Regions from separate parts of the Rattus norvegicus genome. Here region 1 is linked to region 2. Evidence: chromatin contacts called from public Hi-C data. All regions are on one chromosome and are shown on one strand. Each heading gives the region's core, a stretch centred on a gene start, on an enhancer-like site or on the middle of the called end of the contact. The rest is flanking DNA. Distances are from core to core; before and after follow the strand shown. Region 1 has its middle 23 kb from the start of Pthlh. Region 2 has its middle 33 kb from the start of Klhl42.

Evidence for each region. Hi-C and Micro-C count contacts between places; a contact is called where the count stands out from the background.
Region 1: a contact with region 2 is called in a Hi-C map of the A7r5 cell line, with 3 times the contacts expected there. The contact joins two enhancer-like sites. A contact is called at or near these places in 2 of 12 Hi-C or Micro-C datasets (the A7r5 cell line and Schwann cells).

Annotation. Positions count from the first base shown.
Region 1 is chr4:181,905,267-181,909,989 of GRCr8, reverse strand. No RefSeq gene overlaps it. Among named protein-coding and RNA genes, the nearest start is that of Pthlh, 23 kb to the left of the region's middle. Within about 2 kb of position 3,214, at least 4 of the 93 cell types and tissues checked have an H3K27ac peak or open chromatin away from gene starts, as enhancers often do. A contact at or near this core is called in the A7r5 cell line, where this site is marked.
Region 2 is chr4:181,766,152-181,770,927 of GRCr8, reverse strand. No RefSeq gene overlaps it. Among named protein-coding and RNA genes, the nearest start is that of Klhl42, 33 kb to the right of the region's middle. Within about 2 kb of position 1,352, at least 5 of the 93 cell types and tissues checked have an H3K27ac peak or open chromatin away from gene starts, as enhancers often do. A contact at or near this core is called in the A7r5 cell line, where this site is marked.

The DNA.
Region 1 (4,723 bases), core at 1,965-4,464, 140 kb before region 2:
ACCCAGTTGATGGAAGAAGAGAATTGACCTTCATGAGCTGACCTCCCCAAGAAAACATATAACTGCCGTGAAAATATTCTAAAGTGCAAATGAACCAATGACTAGCATTCCTCAAATCAGCAATCTGCAAGCATGCGTTCAACATGGGTGAAGGAAAAGGGGGAAAGCTCTGGAGCCCTCAGGAGCTCCCATCTCTTCCAAATCAGTTAACAGTTACCCTCTGGCCACAAACTTGATTGGTGTCTGTGTTGTGCTAAAGAAAAGCCATGAAGAAAACCAGCCTTCCTTGGAGAAGAGTCTGTGCTCCCTGCTCCTTAGGTATGCCTATCCCACTGCATGTGCTGTAGCTTACCTCTCTCTCTCTGAGGGATGTTTCCTACTGAGCATACTTCCATCCAGCCCTCCAGACTGGCTCTGCATTGGTTTTCCCACAGGTGTTCTTTTGAACTGTTAACTCCTGGCTGTTTCCCTGATATTTATATCGCAAAGCGTTGCATATTTTACAGGGACTATATCTTTTACTCCACCAATAGTATGACATGTAGTAAGGATTTGGTGGGGAGTGTGAACAAATGCATTATCTTCCTGAGCAGGATCTTATGTGTACTTCCTCTTCCTGAGCAAGGACCTTATGTGCACTTCCCCTTCCTGAGCAAGAATCTTATGTGCACTTCCTCTTCCACAGCAAGGATCTTATGTGCACTTCCTCTTCCTGAGCAAGGATCTTATGTGCATCCCTCTTCCTGAGCAAGGATCTTATGTGCATCCCTCTTCCTGAGCAAGGATCTTATGTGCATCCCTCTTCCTGAGCAAGAATCTTATGTGCATCCCTCTTCCTGAGCAAGGATCTTATGTGCATCCCTCTTCCTGAGCAAGGATCTTATGTGCATCCCTCTTCCTGAGCAAGGATCTTATGTGCACTTCCTCTTCCTGAGCAAGGATCTTATGTGCATCCCTCTTCCTGAGCAAGGATCTTATGTGCACTTCCTCTTCCTGAGCAAGGATCTTATGTGCATCCCTCTTCCTGAGCAAGAATCTTATGTGCATCCCTCTTCCTGAGCAAGGATCTTATGTGCATCCCTCTTCCTGAGCAAGGATCTTATGTGCACTTCCTCTTCCTGAGCAAGGATCTTATGTGCATCCCTCTTCCACAGCAAGGATCTTATGTGCACTTCCTCTTCCTGAGCAAGGATCTTATGTGCATCCCTCTTCCTGAGCAAGGATCTTATGTGCATCCCTCTTCCACAGCAAGGATCTTATGTGCATCCCTCTTCCTGAGCAAGGATCTTATGTGCATCCCTCTTTTTCTGTGACTTCATCACAGGAGCAGCTGGCATTGCGCTTACCTCATTCCCACATGTGTGTTTGAAATTACTATTATTCCCCTTGGGTCTTCCCTCCTCCTCCCCCAGGAAGTCTCTGACAGATTCTGTGTTGATTATAGATTCTTATAACTAGTTCTGTAATTCTCCTTTATTTGGCCAATCCTCGCCCATTCCTGTGCACACATCCAACAAATACCCACTTACCCAATGTCAAGTCTATTATGAATGTATCATTGCCCGCTCTTCTGTGCTTATAGGACTGCACCTTCCCACAGACATTATCTTTCTCATTTTCTCTCTGTGTCCCATGTTTATCACTTTGACCTCATCCTCTAATGACCTGGAGTTTACTGTGACTACACCTCCAGCCAAACCCACATATATGAGTCTTTCTTTCAAAGCCCTTTCTGGCTGTCTTCATATCCCCCCTGTCCTGGCCTTCGCCTTCCAGAACAGCTAAATTTGTTGTTGTGTGGCTCCTTTTGCCCTGGGTTCTTCCTCTCCTGGCTCTGAGCCTTTTCTCAGTTTCTTCCATATCTCTGGAACAACAGCCCAACCACAGCCTTCTCCTCTGAATCACACTCAAGGTCCAGCTGCTTCCAGACGTTTCTCCCTCCCATCTTCCAATCCATCACATCATCACCGACCCAGCCTTGTACCACAGGACAGCCTTGAAATGACTGGACTTATAAATACTGGGTGGCTACAGTTCAACTTCTAGCTTACGTCAATACTAAACGCCTAATCTCAGAATCAATCAATGTTAACTTTGAGAAAGAACCAAAAGAAATGGCCAATAGTTACTGAGTCAGCACTGCAGACTGTTAGGAGCAGTTCATTCAAGATTAATAGATTTACTCTCTGCCTTGTTTCTCCGGGAATCTGCGAGAGATCACAACAACACATCCTCAATGCAACTGAAAATGGCCAAGATCAAGAAAACCGTGGGCAGACTCACACAGCAATATGATGGAGAAAACTAGCATATGCATAATCCATTCACACAATGCCATGATCATTGAAGTTGAAATGTCCTTTGACTCCAATCAACTTGCCACTGTAATTATTAACCCCTATTTTTTTAACCTAATATCTGAAGTTACCCCGCCCTCTTGAAATGACATGAAAACTTACTGTATTTTCTGGAGTTCGGGCAGGATGACATGGATCAGTGTCTCTGTTCCCAAAAATGTCTTAACTGACACATGTTCCCAAAAGGCACAGCCTGGTGCAAAGTCCCTGTGTTCAGCTGGGGGAAATTCCTAAGGAATTCTGCAAAAAAAAATGACCTTGCTTTACTTTTTAAAACCCAGGACTTTCCAAACTAATTTAAGGTTTTTCTCCATTCTGTTCCCTGTCAACATGCCAAGGGACCTCTATCAGAATCCAAGCAGTGGACGATGCTTCTGCTCTGTAATCTTCTTATTCTAAGGAGGTGGCTCTGGGGTACAGACATCCGTTTATACATTTCTCTGCTTTTTAATGTGATTTATATGTTACCTAGATACAAAAACAAAACCCAACAACTCAGGGCCTCCCACATGTATGCAAGTGCTCCACCTCTGTGCTACATTGGCAACTCCCTTTTCACTTTTAAGTTTGAGACAGACTGGCAAAGTTATCCAGGCTGGCCTTGCCCTCTCTATTGTCCAGGTTACGTGCTGAAGGTTCAGTCATCCCACCTCAGCATCTGGGGCAGCTAGGCTTACAGGCAGAGTCCACCACGCCCAGTGTCTGAGAGATACATCTTAAGGTAATTTACTAAAACCATTTCAGTCATATTCTTAAATTGTAATTATTTGGCATGAAACAGAATGGCTTGGGCAAGCTTAAATCCATGACGGTCTAGAAGTGACCAGTAGGTGGCAGCACCGGAGTCGGCCAGTCTGGAAACACCCAACCAGGATAGATTTTCTGTGTGCTTTTGCCAGTGTGCACTAAGGCAGTTTAGAGAAGACAAAACCAAGGAAATGTTTAAGGGAGGATAAAGACTTCTCAAGTGCTTGTTCCCTGTAGTTTTTCCCACGTATTTTTACCGAGTTATAAGACATAAAATTTGTTTCTGATCCTTCCAACGCTGCTGTCAGGCAGACCTTTACAAGTGCTGGTGAGTTCTATCTTGCCTCCCTAAGGTTTCTCTGTGCCCCCAACAGTGCGATTCAATGGACTCTTCCAGCCTTCTGTTTTTCAACATCATCTCTCATTCGCATTCAAAAGCACTCCATTTGTATTGGTGTGATCTCCCTAAGCATTTTTAAATTAGTAACTGTAGTAAACTTGTAACACATTTTGTCCATGTACCCATTTCTAAGTATGCAACCGATTCTGCAGCTCGTGTTTCTGTGTAAAAATTCCAGACCAGGTAAATCTGGCCGCCCTCAAAATCTTCCAACAATCACACTTGCCCCTGAGCCTGGCAATCCCATTCCACTCTGTGTGACTCTGGTGACTCTTGGTTCCCCAAACATGCAGAGTCATGCAGCGTTTGTCTTTTGTGGCTGGCTCGCTTTATGTAATGTGCTCAGGTCCTCCAGGCTGTAGCAGTGTCAGGGTTTCCCTTCCATTTTAGGGATAAACATTGTATCCAATTGCTACATTTTGTTTATTCCCTCATCCATCAGTGAACATCTGTGTTGCTTCTCCCAGCTGTCTATGGTGACTAGTGCTGCTGTGAACCTGAGTATTCTTCCACCCTTTCAGTTACCCTGGAGACACATACACACACACACACACACACACACACACACACATTCTCATTTTTGTTTTCTTTCTGTTGCTGTGATAAAACGCTTCAGTCAAAAAAGCAACTCAGGAAAGAAAGGGATTATATTTCCAGATTACAGTTCACCATTGGGGGGAACCAAGACAGAAACTTTAAAAAGCTAGTCCCATCACATCCACAGTAAGGAATACAGAGAAACAAGTGCAAACATGCTTGCTTGCTTGCTTGCTTGCTTGCTTGCTTGCTTGCTTGCTTGCTTGCTTGCCTGCTTGAGCTCAGCTTTTTTTCTACTCTTACAGTTTGAGTCCCCCGACTAGAGACTGATACCACCCATGGTGGGCTGAGTCTTCCCGTATCAGCTGACATAATCAAGACAAACCCCCATAGACACACTCACAGGCCAACTCAATAAAGACAAGCCCTCACAGAAACTCTTTTCCAGATGATTCTAATATGTATCAGGTTGATTCATTACAGCTAACCATCTCAGCCTCATGGTGTCAAAGTCAGGTTTTTTGTTTTTGTTGTTGTTTGTCTGTCTGTTTGCAACCTCCGCACTCTTTTCCTTAGCAACCGTGCCATTTTCATTCCCACCAACACAGCACAAGGATTCTAGTGTCTCCAAGCCTTCATCAACTTTTATCTTTTACTTTTTGATAATAGGGACAACGAATTG
Region 2 (4,776 bases), core at 103-2,602:
AACGGAAATCCATCACCAGTACAGCAACACTGTGCTTACAGTTATGACATGGCTGCCATTATTACCAAAATGTCTAGTGTTTAGGGAAAGTGTTAGGGACCCGCTGACGTTGTTCTTCATGGCTGGTAGCAGCCCTGATGCTGCAGTGGCAAGGGCAGATATTGGAGAGCACCCCAAAACTCACCAGCCTCTGTCCCTCCAAGCTGAACAGTAGTTTCCAGGTCTCTGGCGATTCACAACTTTCTCCAGAACATGTGTGTTACCTTGGCCACACGGGTCCATACACAAACACCACACATCTAGGGAAGACTATCAGTAAATAGCACAACTTGACTCAAAGCAAACTTGAGCAGTCCCAGCGGGGGCAGCCTTGTCTGGACCAGTATAGATGACTAAGGAGCCCCAGGAAGGTGAATCACACAGAGTTGATCTGTCCTGTGACTCAAGGCTGAGCTCATGCACCCAGGTGGTGTTGTGAGCACATTCTCCAGAGGTATTAAGTGCCTACAAACAGAGGAACCAAGGGAACAATGCCACCTCACCTCCGCTCCAAAACCGCAATCTGGCCCGCGAGTTATTTAATTTCGTACTGCACTCCAGACACTTTCCGATTTTAAGAGTAGAGAAACTGAGGCTGGGAGTGCTTGCCAATGTCCACAGCCAAGTTTGTTCATGGCCAAAGCAATATCTAGAATCACAGTACTGTTTGGCCAGAAGCTATAAATGGGAATCTACAGTCTGAAACATTGGTTGAGCCCTCCTTGCATGATTTTTTATTATGGTTTCAGTTGATCTGTGTAAGATTTCTGGTGGTAACAGAGCTTTTCGGTGCTTTGTTTCCTCAGTTCTATCATGGGCAAGTTTTATGTCAACTCAATTAAATCTAGACAAAAACAAAAACAAAACAAAGCAAAACAAAACCAGAGAGAAAGCTTCCAGATCCTGAGACATGCAAAACCAGCCTCACGCTCATGCTAGCTGTCATGATGGGGCCACAGTATAACCCTAAATTGCTTCTTTGGAATATTTATCAGAGAGACAAAGGAAGGAAGGAAAGGAAGGAAGGAAGGAAGGAAGAAGGAAAGAAAGAAAGAAAGAAGAAAGGGAGGAAGAGGGGGAGGAGGGGAGAAGAGGAGGAGGGAGATTCATATTCATCCTATTCGAAAACTAGAAAACATTCTGAACCAAGTTTTATAGAGTACACTATTTTTCTGGTACACACGGCTCTAAAGGAATGGAGTTGTGTTCACTCCAGCCACAAAGGCAGTCATAAGTAGTCAAGATTCTCTGGGTCTCTCAAACCCCCCAGAGGAATGACGGAGCCACAGTCGACCACACATGGCCACTGTGGTTGGGAGGCTGGAATTTGCTGGCCAGCTCCTCAACCGTGGTTTAAAATAAGCATCCCAACACTGGCGCGATGCTTGCAATTCAGATTTCTACCGCTAGGTGGCCGAGAATGCTGGCGATACCGTTTAAAGGCTTTCTGGAGAGCCAGCAGGCTTTCTCCAGAGCTGATCCACTTTATAAAGTTTATAAAGTTACAATTTTAGGTAGGAACTGTGAGCACCACAGAAACAGGCTTTGGTATTTAAGCAGAGTGAGAGAATACTAAGCCAACGTAGTAAAACAAAAGTTTATAACACAGAATCCCACTTCATTGTGGCATTTTGTAAAAGCTAACTCCTATTTTTAAGAGTCTGTAACTGGTCTGATGGGGCAAACAGACGTTTCTGGTGGCAGGGATTCGATGTCTGTCTCACTCGGATCCAATGTCTGTTGACTGCTGCCGAGTAGTCTCTGTTTCACTTTTTCTGATGTTTAGGAGGAAAAAATTAACTTTTTTTCTCCTATATTCATTCTTTCTTCTTCTTCTTCTTCTTCTTCTTCTTCTTCTTCTTCTTCTTCTTCTTCTTCTTCTTCTTCTTCTTCTTCTTCTTCTTCTTCTTCTTCTTCTTCTTCTTGTATTTGTGAAGAAATAGTCAGGCCCCAAATGTGTCAGAAATCAGAATCATTTGCAGCCTCTCCTTCCACAGATCCCGAGACAGCCTGACCGCAAAGGACCTCCTCACTGGCCTGGAACTGTTGGGAATGGTGTCCAGGAGAATGGGGGCTGATTTGTTCTGCCTGTCACTGTTTCCAATGACCCATCCACCACCCATGGCCAATCATGGACAATTTCTTTCTCTAAGAAACCCTTTTCTACTCTAACCCCTGACATTTTAATCCCTGAACCAGAAAAAAAACTATAACAATAATAATACTTTGGGGGTACAGCTAGAGGGAAGGACTCTTACTCAGCATGCTTGAGTTCTAGGTTCTATCCAGAAGGTGACCTAAACTAGTCAGGAGACTCAGAGTAGACACACTTGCTTGTCCTCAAGTACTCCTTCGGGTGCACTTTCCAACCACTCACTTGGACTTTTGTGCACTTGTGAACCCTGGGTGCTAAGAGAATCATCCAATCTGTGTTCTGGGCTCTGTCCAACCTAATTCTTCATTTTTACTGTATCCTGTGATGGCCACTTGTGGACTTGGAGACCGAGTGTATAAGAAAAGGTCTTCCTAGTCTCCTGCCAAGAAATTAATGTGATTTAGGCAGAGGGCCATCCACCTGCAGTGACGAAGGATCATAAGCCAGCTTGGGAGACACAGCAAGACTCTACCTCAAAAAAGATAAAGATAAAGGCGTTAGAGGACAACCTGACACAGATGTGACTATTATAAAGGGCTGACAAGAAAATGTATGCAGGTTACCCAGACAGTGATGGAGAGGACCCCTACCACAGTAAGCAAAGTTTGACAAAATCCTTTTAAATTACATGCTTATTATATATATGTGGGTGGGTGGGTGAGTGCACCATGGTGCAAATGCAGACGCTGTCAGTGCAACTTGTAGGGACTGAGTTTTCTCCTCCCATCCTCTAGGTCCTAGGGATTGAACTAAAGTTGTTAGGCTCAGGACCAAAAGAGTTTACTTACTGGCCAAGCCATCATCTCTCAGCCTTTGGCAAAATCTTGAGTGCAATGAAGTATAAATGTCTCCTGGCTTACTGCAGAGCAGTTACACTCCTGGAAACGTCTGCGCAGAGTTACAGCATGCAGAAATCACAGTAATGATTGGTGCCTATTTGGTTTGCGGTGGTGGTTTGGGGATTTTTCTGAGACAGTTTCTCACTTTGTAGACCTGGAGCTGATCTGTAGACCAGACTATCCTAGAGTTCACAGGGATCCACCAACTTCTGCTTCATAAGTGCTGGGATGAAAAGTGTATGCCACCATGCCCTGCTGGTACCTACTTGTTAAAAAGACTTGAGTACATGATGGGAAATTCATTCAAAAAAATCAATAAAATTTTTAAAAAGTTAGGTACTGAGCCTGATGATAAAGACCTAGAATCTCAACACTGGGGAGGATGAGGCAGGAAGTTTACAAGTTTGAGGCCAGCCTGGGCTACAGGACACCATCTATCTATCTATCTATCTATCTATCTATCTATCTATCTATCTATCCATCCATCCATCCATCCATCCATCCATCCATCTATCTATCTATCTATCTATCTATCTATCTATCTATCTATCTATGGCTACAGGACACCCTGTATCTATCTATGTATCTATCTATCTATATATCTATTTACCTATCTATCTGCCTATCTACCTACCTACCTATCCATTCATCTATCTTGAATAATATACTGACAGAGTATTTTAAAGACTTACTATTGTGTGTTCATGTGTGCAAATGTAAGTGCAGGTGCCTGTGGATGCCAGAAGGGGACACCAGATCCTTTGAAACACACAGAGGCTACTCGGGATTCTGGAGAATCCAATCAGGATTGCTCTGTTTATTGTAAAACCTCCAACATCTGGCGTGATGTCAGAAGTGTCAACAGACACCCTGATAGTTTCCCAAATGCCCCTCAGGAGCAACACTGTCCTAGTCAGGGCTCCAGATTTGCTGATAAAAAGACTGAGGAACTGAGATCAGAGAGCACTGACCGTGTTGTGTGGACATCTGCCCATCCTGGAGAGAAGAACTAATCTATCAAGTGCGCTGTGACCTAAAGCCCCAGGGGCCAGAGCTTGGGAAAGTACTTTACATGTAATTTTTTATAAGTGTGCATGTAGGTGTGGCACACTTGCGTGTGTGTCAGTGTGTGCATGCGGAGACCAGAGGTCACAAGCAATCCACCATGTCATTTGGAGACAGGGTCTTTCAATAGCCTGGAACTTGTCTATTAGGCTAAGCTTGTTGGCCAGTGAGCACTAGGGATCATCCTGCCTCTGCTTCCTCTGGGTTGGGATTAAAGTAGGTGCCAAGTTTTTACATGTGAGCTCTGGGGATCGATAGAGGGGTCTGTGTGCTTCAGCAGCAAGCATCTTACCAACTGAGCCATCTCTCCAATCTTTAAGGGTTTATGGTCTGATAGAGACCTAGAGTACCTGTCTTCAATACCCGGACCCACACGGTTAAAGGAGAGAATGGACTCACTCAAATTGTTTATATATATATATATATATATATATATATATATATATATATATGTAAATTTATACATATATATATCATAGTTTCTCACCTTCTGCCTCCTCCTTTTAAAAGACTCAGAGAATATTTTAAAAAGCCACGTATTGGTTGGGGATTTAGCTCAGCAGTAGAGCGCTTGCCTAGCAGGCGCAAGGCCCTGGGTTCGATCCCCAGCTCCGGGAAAAAAAAAAAAGCCATGTATTTCTAATTCCTGCCATCGACTCCTCATATCTCTACATTTTA